Linked DNA regions of Mus musculus: region 1 is linked to region 2. A link is a contact called in public Hi-C data. All regions are on one chromosome and are shown on one strand. Each heading gives the region's core, a stretch centred on a gene start, on an enhancer-like site or on the middle of the called end of the contact. The rest is flanking DNA. Distances are from core to core; before and after follow the strand shown.

Evidence for each region. Hi-C and Micro-C count contacts between places; a contact is called where the count stands out from the background.
Region 1: a contact with region 2 is called in a Hi-C map of pancreatic cancer cells, with 3 times the contacts expected there. The contact joins two enhancer-like sites. A contact is called at or near these places in 13 of 39 promoter capture datasets (the 3T3-L1 cell line, 3T3-L1-derived adipocytes, cranial neural crest and 8 more), 1 of 15 datasets of contacts at CTCF or cohesin (the NIH/3T3 cell line), 13 of 484 Hi-C or Micro-C datasets (cortical neurons, embryonic fibroblasts, embryonic stem cells and 5 more), 15 of 115 datasets of contacts at active chromatin or transcription factors (the NIH/3T3 cell line, craniofacial prominence, embryonic stem cells and 2 more) and 3 of 9 other capture datasets (adipose tissue, embryonic stem cells and pancreatic islet).

What each region holds. Positions count from the first base shown.
Region 1 is chr2:109,677,590-109,682,823 of GRCm38.p6, forward strand. It overlaps a transcript of Bdnf not described here. Among named protein-coding and RNA genes, the nearest start is that of Bdnf, 13 kb to the right of the region's middle. Within about 2 kb of position 3,727, at least 23 of the 459 cell types and tissues checked have an H3K27ac peak or open chromatin away from gene starts, as enhancers often do. A contact at or near this core is called in pancreatic cancer cells, where this site is marked.
Region 2 is chr2:109,356,858-109,361,952 of GRCm38.p6, forward strand. No RefSeq gene overlaps it. Among named protein-coding and RNA genes, the nearest start is that of Kif18a, 79 kb to the left of the region's middle. Within about 2 kb of position 1,809, at least 8 of the 459 cell types and tissues checked have an H3K27ac peak or open chromatin away from gene starts, as enhancers often do. A contact at or near this core is called in pancreatic cancer cells, where this site is marked.

The DNA of each region.
Region 1 (5,234 bases), core at 2,477-4,976, 320 kb after region 2:
CCGCCTGCGCCCCCAGGGGACTCGGTGCGCCCGGAGCGTGCCACTGCGCTGTCCTCCAGCCTCTCTTCCGGGAGTTCAGGGACTTGCGTGCCCCCGGGCGGGGGGCGGGGAAGACCTCTCCACACTCTTACAACCCCCCATTCCCACCGCTTCCACCGCCCTTTGTTCAGGCCAGGAGCTTTGCCCTGCCGCAGCTTTCGGAGTAAGGCTTGGTGCCTTGGGACCCCTCCCCGGATAAGGCTTGGGATGCGGGTGAGGGGCGTTATTGGGGGGAAAAGGAAAGATTTCCAAAACTCAAGACTCAAGATTATTTTAATGAACGAAAGCATCCCAACTCTGCGCAGGTGGAAATGATGAATTCATAGACGATGCTAGGATATTGTGGAAATTTGGGGGGGTGAGGGGGGTGGAGAAAGAATGAAAAACAGGCAGTTGGATCAGATGACTGCCCATAGGCTGTTCGCCACACAAAGGGAGCGTAGGGCAGGGTTTACGGATCAAGCCTGCAGCGAATGGGGCACAGACAGTTCCGGGATCCAGGCGTTTTCTCAGTCAGATCTACGCGAAAGGAGCGGAGGGGAGGGGCCGGGAGGGAAGCGTGGCGGGAGGGGCAGGGCTTGGGGGCGGGGGGATTTCGGATCAGTCTGATGCAATTCCAAGCGTGCTGCAAAGGAACTCCAAGGCGCCCGCATCACCATCGCCACCCACCCTTCCCAGATGGTGCTGTTTTAAATACGGATCTGCAGGGCTGAACGCAGAACTGGGAGATTTATTGCAAAATCCTGAGAAGGGGGGCCGGGGACAGAGAACCAAGGGACAAAATTTAAAGGTGCAACGCCTGCTTTTCCCCAACCCAGCGGCAACCAGTTGGAGGGATTTTTTTTTCCTTCCTTCTTTCTTTCTGTCTGCCTGTCTTTGGATCTAATTCACCAAGGAATAGGTGTAAATATTATGACATTTTGAGAAAGCTTAATGGATAGAGAAAAAAATAATCATCTGTCATTCTAAATTGCAGAGTTTCCCTCCCGCGCCATGCCTTGCTCGTGAATACTTGGGGCTGCCTAATACAGTTGCTAGGGCTTTAGACGAACGCTTCGTTAAGGGAATATTGTTTTTAGTCCACTTGCCAATTTGTCTGACAGTTGAACAGAGGAAATTATAGGTATCATGTCTGGGCGACAAGGAGAAAAAATACTTACCAGCCTAATTATTTAACCTCCATTTTTTTTAACAATTTAAATAAGCCTCAAAAGTGTCACGTCATCCTCTTACACCCAAGCATCCTTGACTTGTAAGGAAAGATGGTTTCCACTGTCACTTTAAGAATGGTGCCCCTGATATTCACTATTTTTATGTATTAACATAGATCTCTTTAACGCAAAAGCAAAGGTATTTCAACTGCCCTTTTTGGAATCAGAAGATTAAAGATGATAGGAGATGGAAAGGGAGGAAGAGAGGGAGAGAGAGAGACATTTAACCTTATAATCTTAATAGTAATCTAGCCTACTTTTGTAGCCCCTGGTCTTGCATATTAACACTGTAGGTGAGATTTTTACCTTGGTCTATCTCCCTCAGTGAAATATATAAGTTCTGAATTAGATGAAAATATGATGTGCATCTTGCCAGAATCTTTCCCAGTATCCTTGACATTAAGACCCACAACACAGCAATTTTTGGAGGACAGAGAAGAACATCTGAATAGGCTCTGCAAACTGCCACTCCAGAAATGGGCCTCATCAGTATACCATCCTTTTTACATGCAGCATTTGTACTTGATTGAACCAGAGTCCTTGCTAATTAAAAAGATCATCTCATCTGTACAGTCAAGGCAGGAAATGAAGGTTGTTGTGTTTTTTTTTAAGCAAGCGATTAATTGGCTTGCTAAATATTGTCAGTTATCTATCAGTGTAAATTGGAGAGAAGCTTTGAAAAGAAGTGGGATCAACCTGTGTAAGCCGCTGCTTTCATTTGCACTTCCCCTACCAAGTCTTTAAATTCTTAATAAGAAAAAGCTGGTGAATTTAGGTCTTTCCTTTTCCTGGCCTGTCCTCTAGGGGAAACTTTAATAAGAAACAATGTATCAACACCAGCAAAGGGAGAAAGAGACAAGAGCCTGGGTGACCACAAAACAGATAAGCAGCCACTGAAAGTCAGAAAATTGAATTGAGGCAGTTGAAACTAAAATATGACTTACAAAAGGAGTTTTATTTATTTAGTTTTTAAAAAGTTCTGTGATCTTGGGGACCATGTTCCAAATTGCTCAGATAGCATTCATTTGGTTGTATTGTTTACAGTCTGTAAGTTAAAATGATGTCTTATTGAAGTGTTGATTTTTCTTCCTAAATAAATTCTTCTACGTAATTTTTTGCTTTTAATTAGAGCAAACTAGTCCAACCATGCAAGTGATCCTAACAAATATGAACTGATATCATCTGATATAAAAACTCTGCTGACTGAAAACTATATTTGTTCTGAACAGCACTGACTTGCCAGAAAAATATCTATTTTTGTAGCTTTCTTTTCACTCTATGGATAATTTAATGAGTTGCCTATTTTAATTTTACAACTGCTACCTCAGAAGTATCTCAAATTATCTTTCTTTTGCTAGTGTCTTTCTTTGCTGATCTGTCAGTGCATTGTGTGTGTGTGTGTGTGTGTGTGTGTGTTTCTAGTGGGAGTTTAACAAGCAGCAAATCTCTTAAAATTACATACTGTAATCCCTATAAAGAACACTGTGTAGTAGTTAATAATAAAATAAACATTAGCATTCAGTGAACGTTTACCACTTACTGAGTGCTCTGAAAGTGGAGGGGGTTGCCTTAAGTGGAGAAGATTAAATTTTTAAACAATAAAATGTTCTCTCCCCTTCTGACTTCAGACTGAGCATAATATCAAGACCATAAAGCCTTACATCTTTTAGTTGGGAATGTAGAGCTGTTCCTTTCACAAGTATCTCTAGAAAAAGGAGACATGTTCTATAAGCAGTGACGCCCCTGCCCCAACTTGACACTTGGGTCAAAATACTGAATTATCCTGCCTCCATTCTCGTTGGTAAGGTTTTTGGGGGTTTTGTTGGTTTGGGTTTGGTTTGGTTTTTTGCCAATCCTGACTCCCCCCACCCCCATCTTTCCTCCCTCTCTTTTCTCTTCCATTCCAACACTGTAAAAAGAATCCTGTAAGGAGTTCTCTATAATCAAGCGCACAGTTTATTTGTATTTTCTAGTAAGAACACTTCATGGAGAATTTTGACAACTCATTACAGGTTTCTTCATTTGATTTCCAGATGGGCTATGTTGGGTGGGGATCACCATGGCCTCTTACACAGGGAATTTCGGTGCCAAGCTGCAGAGACATACCACAGTGGACGGTCTGAAGGCTCGGAGTCTGTCTCTTCCAGTTTCAAGGACTGTGCTTGTTCAGTGCCCACCATGCCCCTCAGACCTATCTAAGGCCTCTGAGGGTATTTTAGGCATCATTTTCTCCTATTTTGATTTATCTAATTTTTTAAAAAAGGGATCTACAAATACTCCCCAAATTTGGCAGAACTAATGGAAAGTTTTAATCAGCCCATGACCTTGCCTTCCTAAATTCTTCTTTCCCTCTCTCAAAGTTGGAGGCTCAAAGAAAACAGGAATCTTCCTGTGGCTGACACACTAGCTAAGTCACAGTCACTAATTCCCCTGAAAAACAAACACAGAAGATAGGTCAAAGCCAAGAAGTACATTACTTTTACTCATGAGTCAGAGAATCTAATGGCCAGACATTTGTCAGAGGTCACTTAGTCCAGCCCATATCCGATGCATGAGTTCATGCTGGCTTGCTCTCTTTCAACCCTCTGGAATTTCATCCTGGTTTTGGATTCCTGGATACTTGTTTACCTTGGTAGATAGTGTTTGCCTATCTTAAGTGAGCTATGATGGCATTTGCTCCCAGCATATTTCTGCAGAAAATTAACAGTCATAATTTTATTCCATATGTATTAAATATTAATCAATTATGAGTCCCAAACTATGTCAGAATTTGAAGATTCAGCCATGAGCAAGACTGAATGATCCTTATCTTGCCAGAACCTATAGGCTGGTGACAAAATCTGACCCCTTAAAGACATCTGGATTTGTACTTTCTTCAAGAAAACACAGTGACTTGGGTTCAAAGACATAGTTCAAGCTTTATCCTCAACTCATTATCAATAACTGAAACGTCAACTCAGTTTCTGTTTCCATGCACATAGTACAGAAACAATGTTCTCAGGATAAGTTCTAAAGTCTATTTCAGTGTCATGGTTGACTAGTGTACAATATACAACCTGGAGGTGGATGAGGTATGAGGATCACAAGCTCAAGGCCTGCCTAGCCTGCAGAATGAATTTAAACTCAGTTTGTGCAATTTAATGGTTCTCTGTCTCAAAACAAATAGTAGAAAGATAGCAGGGATAGTTGAAAGGTAGAGCATTTGGTGGTATGCGTGAGACCCATGGGTCATGACCGAGCACTATAGGAGAATTGTGTGCACTGTAACTATTTCCCCTTTCTTCACAAGAAATCCAGTTTAACTTATCCTAACCTTTGATGATTTAGAATTTTAAATCACTAATTTTTTACTTTCTAAATACATTTAAATAAAACTTAAAGACAACAGATTTGGGACCTACATAGGAGGTCTCTGGATGTGGAATTTACCATTTTTTCTCAAAAATGATGATTATGATAGTTTAAATTGAACAATGAATGACCTTATATTTGTTTAGATTTATTTTAAAGGAAGGATGTGGTAGAATTCCCACTGTCAAATTTGAGGGCACTTTTCTTTGTGACATACATGTTCTATGTTTTATGTCATTTCTTTTTAAAATTAAAGATATTGCATCCTGAAAGTGTCTTGTTCTTATAAATAATGCATTATATGTACATGCTAATAGATAATTAGATGGTCTAGCCAGGAGAAACATGAAAGAGAACTGGTAACTCAAAGCCTGCAGAAGGTGTGTGGGCATTTGGACATCCAGGAAATGCTATAGATCTGTCCTTAGCTAACTCAGCCTCGTGGAGATAATTAAGAAGAAATGTGGGTGTCGAGAGACTGCAAGCCATTCCCTGCGATTGGCTGGATTGCTGCAGTAGTTCAAAAACAATTGGCACAGCCACCCACACTGGACATGATTGCCCTTTGATGAGGCAGCTATTGACTTTTATAAAGATGCCATATTTAAAATAACTTCTGATGCACTAAGGATG
Region 2 (5,095 bases), core at 559-3,058:
CACAGAAAGAGATAAATGATGTGTCTCACATTTGGCCTACAGTAGTCACAGCTCTCTGTTCTGTCCTTTCCTGCAATGCTTTCTTGATATCAGATCATACACAGACTCCTCACTCTGTGAAGGCACTGTGCTCAGTACGCTTACTTACATTATCCCTTAATCCCCACAACAAATCCAGAGCTCCCTTCCAGTGTTCTCACTTGATGAGATAGAAGCAAAGAGGAATTCAATAGCTCTAAACCCTGTAGTTACTAAATAGTATCTACCTGGATTCGGTGAGATGAAAGCAACACTATCCCCAAAACTTGATTAAGCAACCAACGGAACTTATTAGCTATTAAAATGAGAAGAATAGATTAGATAGAACTTCATGTTGAGTTAGCTCTGCATATGGCCTCGGATTCTTCCCATCTTTGCTCCTTTGACTTCCTCCACCTCTTGAGTTTATCCCAAGGCAGTGTCCACTTGAGGTAGTATCCTGAACCATGTTTTCCCTGGTCTCTATACAAAAGAAAAATCTCTCTTTTGCCTTCAGATGAAAATGGGCTTCCATTTGATGCTGTGATTTCTAATCTTGGTTCAATACTGTCTCATGGAAAATTGAACCCTAGACCCTACTAGCTTCCTATGCAGCAGAAAATTATGTGTCAATCCTGAGCACAGGGCTAGCCTGTAGAACTGTGCATGGATGTTTATCGTCATCATCATCATTATTTTTATTGTGATTATTGTGATTATTGACAATTTTGCTATGTATTTATGTATTTTGCACTCATTATTTTAAGAAACATGGCACCTCTACTATTCTGGTCACTTTCTAGGTATAGAGGATATAGAGTAAAGTCTCCACTTTCCTGAGGTTGATGTCATAACAACAGATCATAGAATAAATACCTCAAAAACTCATCATAAATTGAAAACACAATACGTTAATGCATTTAAAATGAATGACACACATTGTCTTCCTGAGATGCCCTCAGAACACTTACCTTAATTTTGATGGTAAAAGATTATTTAACACTAGGTTTATTTTGTGAAATAAAAAATGTGGGCTAAATCATCTAACTGGTTGAATCATGTTGTAAACGTTGTGCGTGTGTGTGTGTGTGGGGGGGGGGGGTGTAACGGGATGGTTACGTGGGCATACCATCATAAAGCCAAGAGTCTCTTGTGAAACCACTGTAAGCATAATTTATTCTGAGCAGACAGTGGGATCCTAGGAAGGTGACCCTGTCTAAAGGCTCTCTGCTTGGGTCACATGATTACAACTTCTTGCTGCTCCCTAGCTTAAAGAAATCTGTTTCTTCACTTAACACCAGTCAAGTCAGAGTGGCTGTTCTTAAAGAGGATTGATTTTCTGCACTAGATTTCTCAGTAGCCTTATTCAGTTCTCCCATGGAAACAAACGGTTCTGATGATAGAATGTGTGCCGTATGTATTTCTCATTTCATTCTGTAAATCTTACAATGCTAGGTGGGAATTCTACTTCAAATATTTTAGTATTTCCTTCCATGTCTCATACTCGCTGCTTCTAAAAGCAGGGTAAGTCTTAACTTACTCACTATATAAACAAACACTGGGGGAAAAACAATACTTGGTCCCTAGCTTGGTATTTGTCACCAAGAAAGGAGAGTCACACCGTATTCTGACCACTGCTTAATAAACTCAAAACCTTTTTGATGAATATTCTTTCCCTGATTAGGTCTTTAGTGTTCATGAAACTGATCATGCTTATAACCATAACCATAATGATGAGAATAGTTTGACTTACCTTTAAAATGCAGACCTGTGGTATATTAGTCATTATACATGTGATTACTGAATCTCTGTAAAGACAGAGTCAATGCTTATTCAGAGTGACATACCTTACAGATAAACAATTCCTATGATAAAATAAATACTCAGTAGTGATGAAACCATGATGAGTAGATTAATTCATAAATTAATTCATTTTAATTACATGGATAAACATTTTTACTTGGATGGAACATAAAGGATTTTTAAAATTCCTAACTGGTTGAACGATATCTGTTGATCTCTGTTCAGTGACCCAGATGTGGCCTTTGGACTTCTCATAAATCTTGTTGTCACCTGATATCCTTTAGTAACTGGGCTCAGGGGTGGGGGTGGGGTAAAAGGTCTGGAGCAAAGAAGAAAAAAGTGAAAAAGAAATAATTGTCTGATACCGAATCCTTCAGACTGACTTAATCAGTATCAGTTGTTTGAGGAGAGAAGAAAATCCTTCCACTTTGGAAGTTTTCATAGCAGCAATAAAAATCTAGTAATATTTGGGATTCTCTTTTCTGGACTCGAGACCTTTGCCTACCTATTTTAATATTTATGTGAAGACACCAGTGACTTGCCCTGTAAAGAAAGAGGAGGCTGGTGCACCAAGGAAGGCCACTGGGCTGCAGAAAAAAGCAAGTTCCGGCAGAGTTACAAAGCATGTGTTCCCTTTCTGGATTCATCCACTTGTAGCTGGAGGTCCCAGATAATGAACAGAAGTTTTCCAAGCCTCAGTTTCCCCTTTTTGTATTATAAAGCTGGGTTTCTAGCTTTAAAGTTGTCACTTTAACCAAATGAGATATTAAATGTAGAGATGGGCTCTCAGAATGCAGCCTCGATGGGCTTGAACTTATGACTCCTTTACTCACATGCTGGGAGTGCTGGGTGGGCCACCATAACTAACTGTACAATTGTGAGATTTTTTTCCCAGAAAATGTGTGATTAAAAAAAAAGAATGGATCCTCCGGTAGTACTATATCCAGTTTTCTGAGGAACCGCCAGACTGATCTCCAGAGTGGTTGTACAAGCCTGCAATCCCACCAACAATGGAGGAGTGTTCCTCTTTCTCCACATCCACGCCAGCATCTGCTGTCACCTGAATTTTTGATCTTAGCCATTCTGACTGGTGTGAGGTGGAATCTCAGGGTTGTTTTGATTTGCATTTCCCTGATGATTAAGGATGTTGAGCATTTTTTCAGGTGCTTCTCTGCCATTCGGTATTCCTCAGGTGAGAATTCTTTGTTCAGTTCTGAGCCCCATTTTTTAATGGGGTTATTTGATTTTCTGAAGTCCACCTTCTTGAGTTCTTTATATATGTTGGATATTAGTCCCCTATCTGATTTAGGATAAGTAAAGATCCTTTCCCAATCTGTTGGTGGTCTTTTTGTCCTATTGACGGTGTCTTTTGCCTTGCAGAAACTTTGGAGTTTCATTAGGTCCCATTTGTCAATTCTCGATCTTACAGAGCAAGCCATTGCTGTTCTGTTCAGGAATCTTTCCCCTGTACCCATATCTTCAAGGCTTTTCCCCACTTTCTCCTCTATAAGTTTCAGTGTCTCTGGTTTTATGTGAAGTTCCTTGATCCACTTAGATTTGACCTTAGTGCAAGGAGATAAGTATGGATCGATTCGCATTCTTCTACATGATAACAACCAGCAATACCTCTCCTGGGCATATATCCAGAAGATGCCCCAACTGGTAAGAAGGACACATGCTCCACTATGTTCATAGCAGCCTTATTTATAATAGCCAGAAGCTGGAAGGAACCCAGATGCCCCTCAACAGAGGAATGGATACAGAAGATGTGGTACATCTACACAATGGAGTACTACTCAGCTATTAAAAAGAATGAATTTATGAAATTCCTGGCCAAATGGATGGACCTGGAGGGCATCATCCTGAGTGAGGTAACACATTCACAAAGGAACTCACACAATATGTACTCACTGATAAGTGGATATTAGCCCAAAACCTAAGATACCCAAGATATAAGATACAATTTCCTAAACACATGAAACTCAAGAAAAATGAAGACTGAAGTGTGAACACTATGCCCCTCCTTAGAAGTGGGAGCAAAACACCCTTGGAAGGAGTTACAGAGACAAAGTTTGGAGTTGAGATAAAAGGATGGACCATGTAGACACTACCATATCCGGGGATCCATCCCATAATCAGCTTCCAAATGCTGACACCATTGCATACACTAGCAAGATTATGCTGAAAGGACCCTGATATAGCTGTCTCTTGTCAGAGTATGCCTGGGCCTAGCAAACATAGAAGTGGATGCTCACAGTCGGCTATTGGATGGATCACATGGCCCCCAATGAAGGAGCTAGAGAAAGTACCAAAGAAGCTAAAGGGATCTGCAACCCTATAGGTGGAACAACATTATGAACTAACCAGTATCCCGGAGCTCTTGACTCTAGCTGCATATGCATCAAAAGATGGCCTAGTCGGCCATCACTGGAAAGAGAGGCCCATTGGACACGCAAACTTTATATGCCCCAGTACAGGGGAACGCCAGGGCCATAAAAGGGGAGTGGGTGGGTAGGGGAGAGGGGGTGGGTGGCTATGGGGGACTTTTGGTATAGCATTGCAAATGTAAATGAGCAAAATACCTAATAAAAAATGGAAAAAAAAAAAAAAAAAAAAAAAAAGAATGGAAAAATTCTTATACCTTGAAGGTTGGGGCAAAAGAATCTATACTTTTCTCATTGTATATGCTTAGCATAAATTTTAGCTCATAATACCAGAAACAAAAAAAATAAAATCACCATTTATAACCTAATTTATACAAAATGCTCATTATTCTTTGTTTGTGGTAGGAAACTTACCTTGTTGATTCATGGTAAATCAGCCTGTTTAACAGTTGTGCCAGTGGTTCTCTAGGCACCTATGGGTGTCACGAAATTGGAAGTGATGCTTAGTCCTCATGATGACAGCCAAGAAACATGTTTCCTCCACCAACACAGTCTCACCAAGAAGCTATCCTTCTGGAATAGCATTCTTGGAAATCCTTATGGACAAAACACACTATAGTGGCTAGTTTTATGTCAACTTGACACAAGCTAGAGTTATCAGAAAGGAGCCACAGTTGAGAAAATTTTTCCATGAGATTGGGATCTGTGCAAGCTCATAGGGAATCTTCTTAATTGGTGGTTGATGGGGAAGGGCCCAATCCATTATGAGTGGTGCCATCCCTAGGCTGGTGGTCCTAGGTTCTAGAAGAAAGCAGACGTAGTAAGCCAGGAAGCAGCACTCCTCTGTGGCCTCTGTGTCAGCTCCTGCATACAAGTCCCTGCTTTGCTTG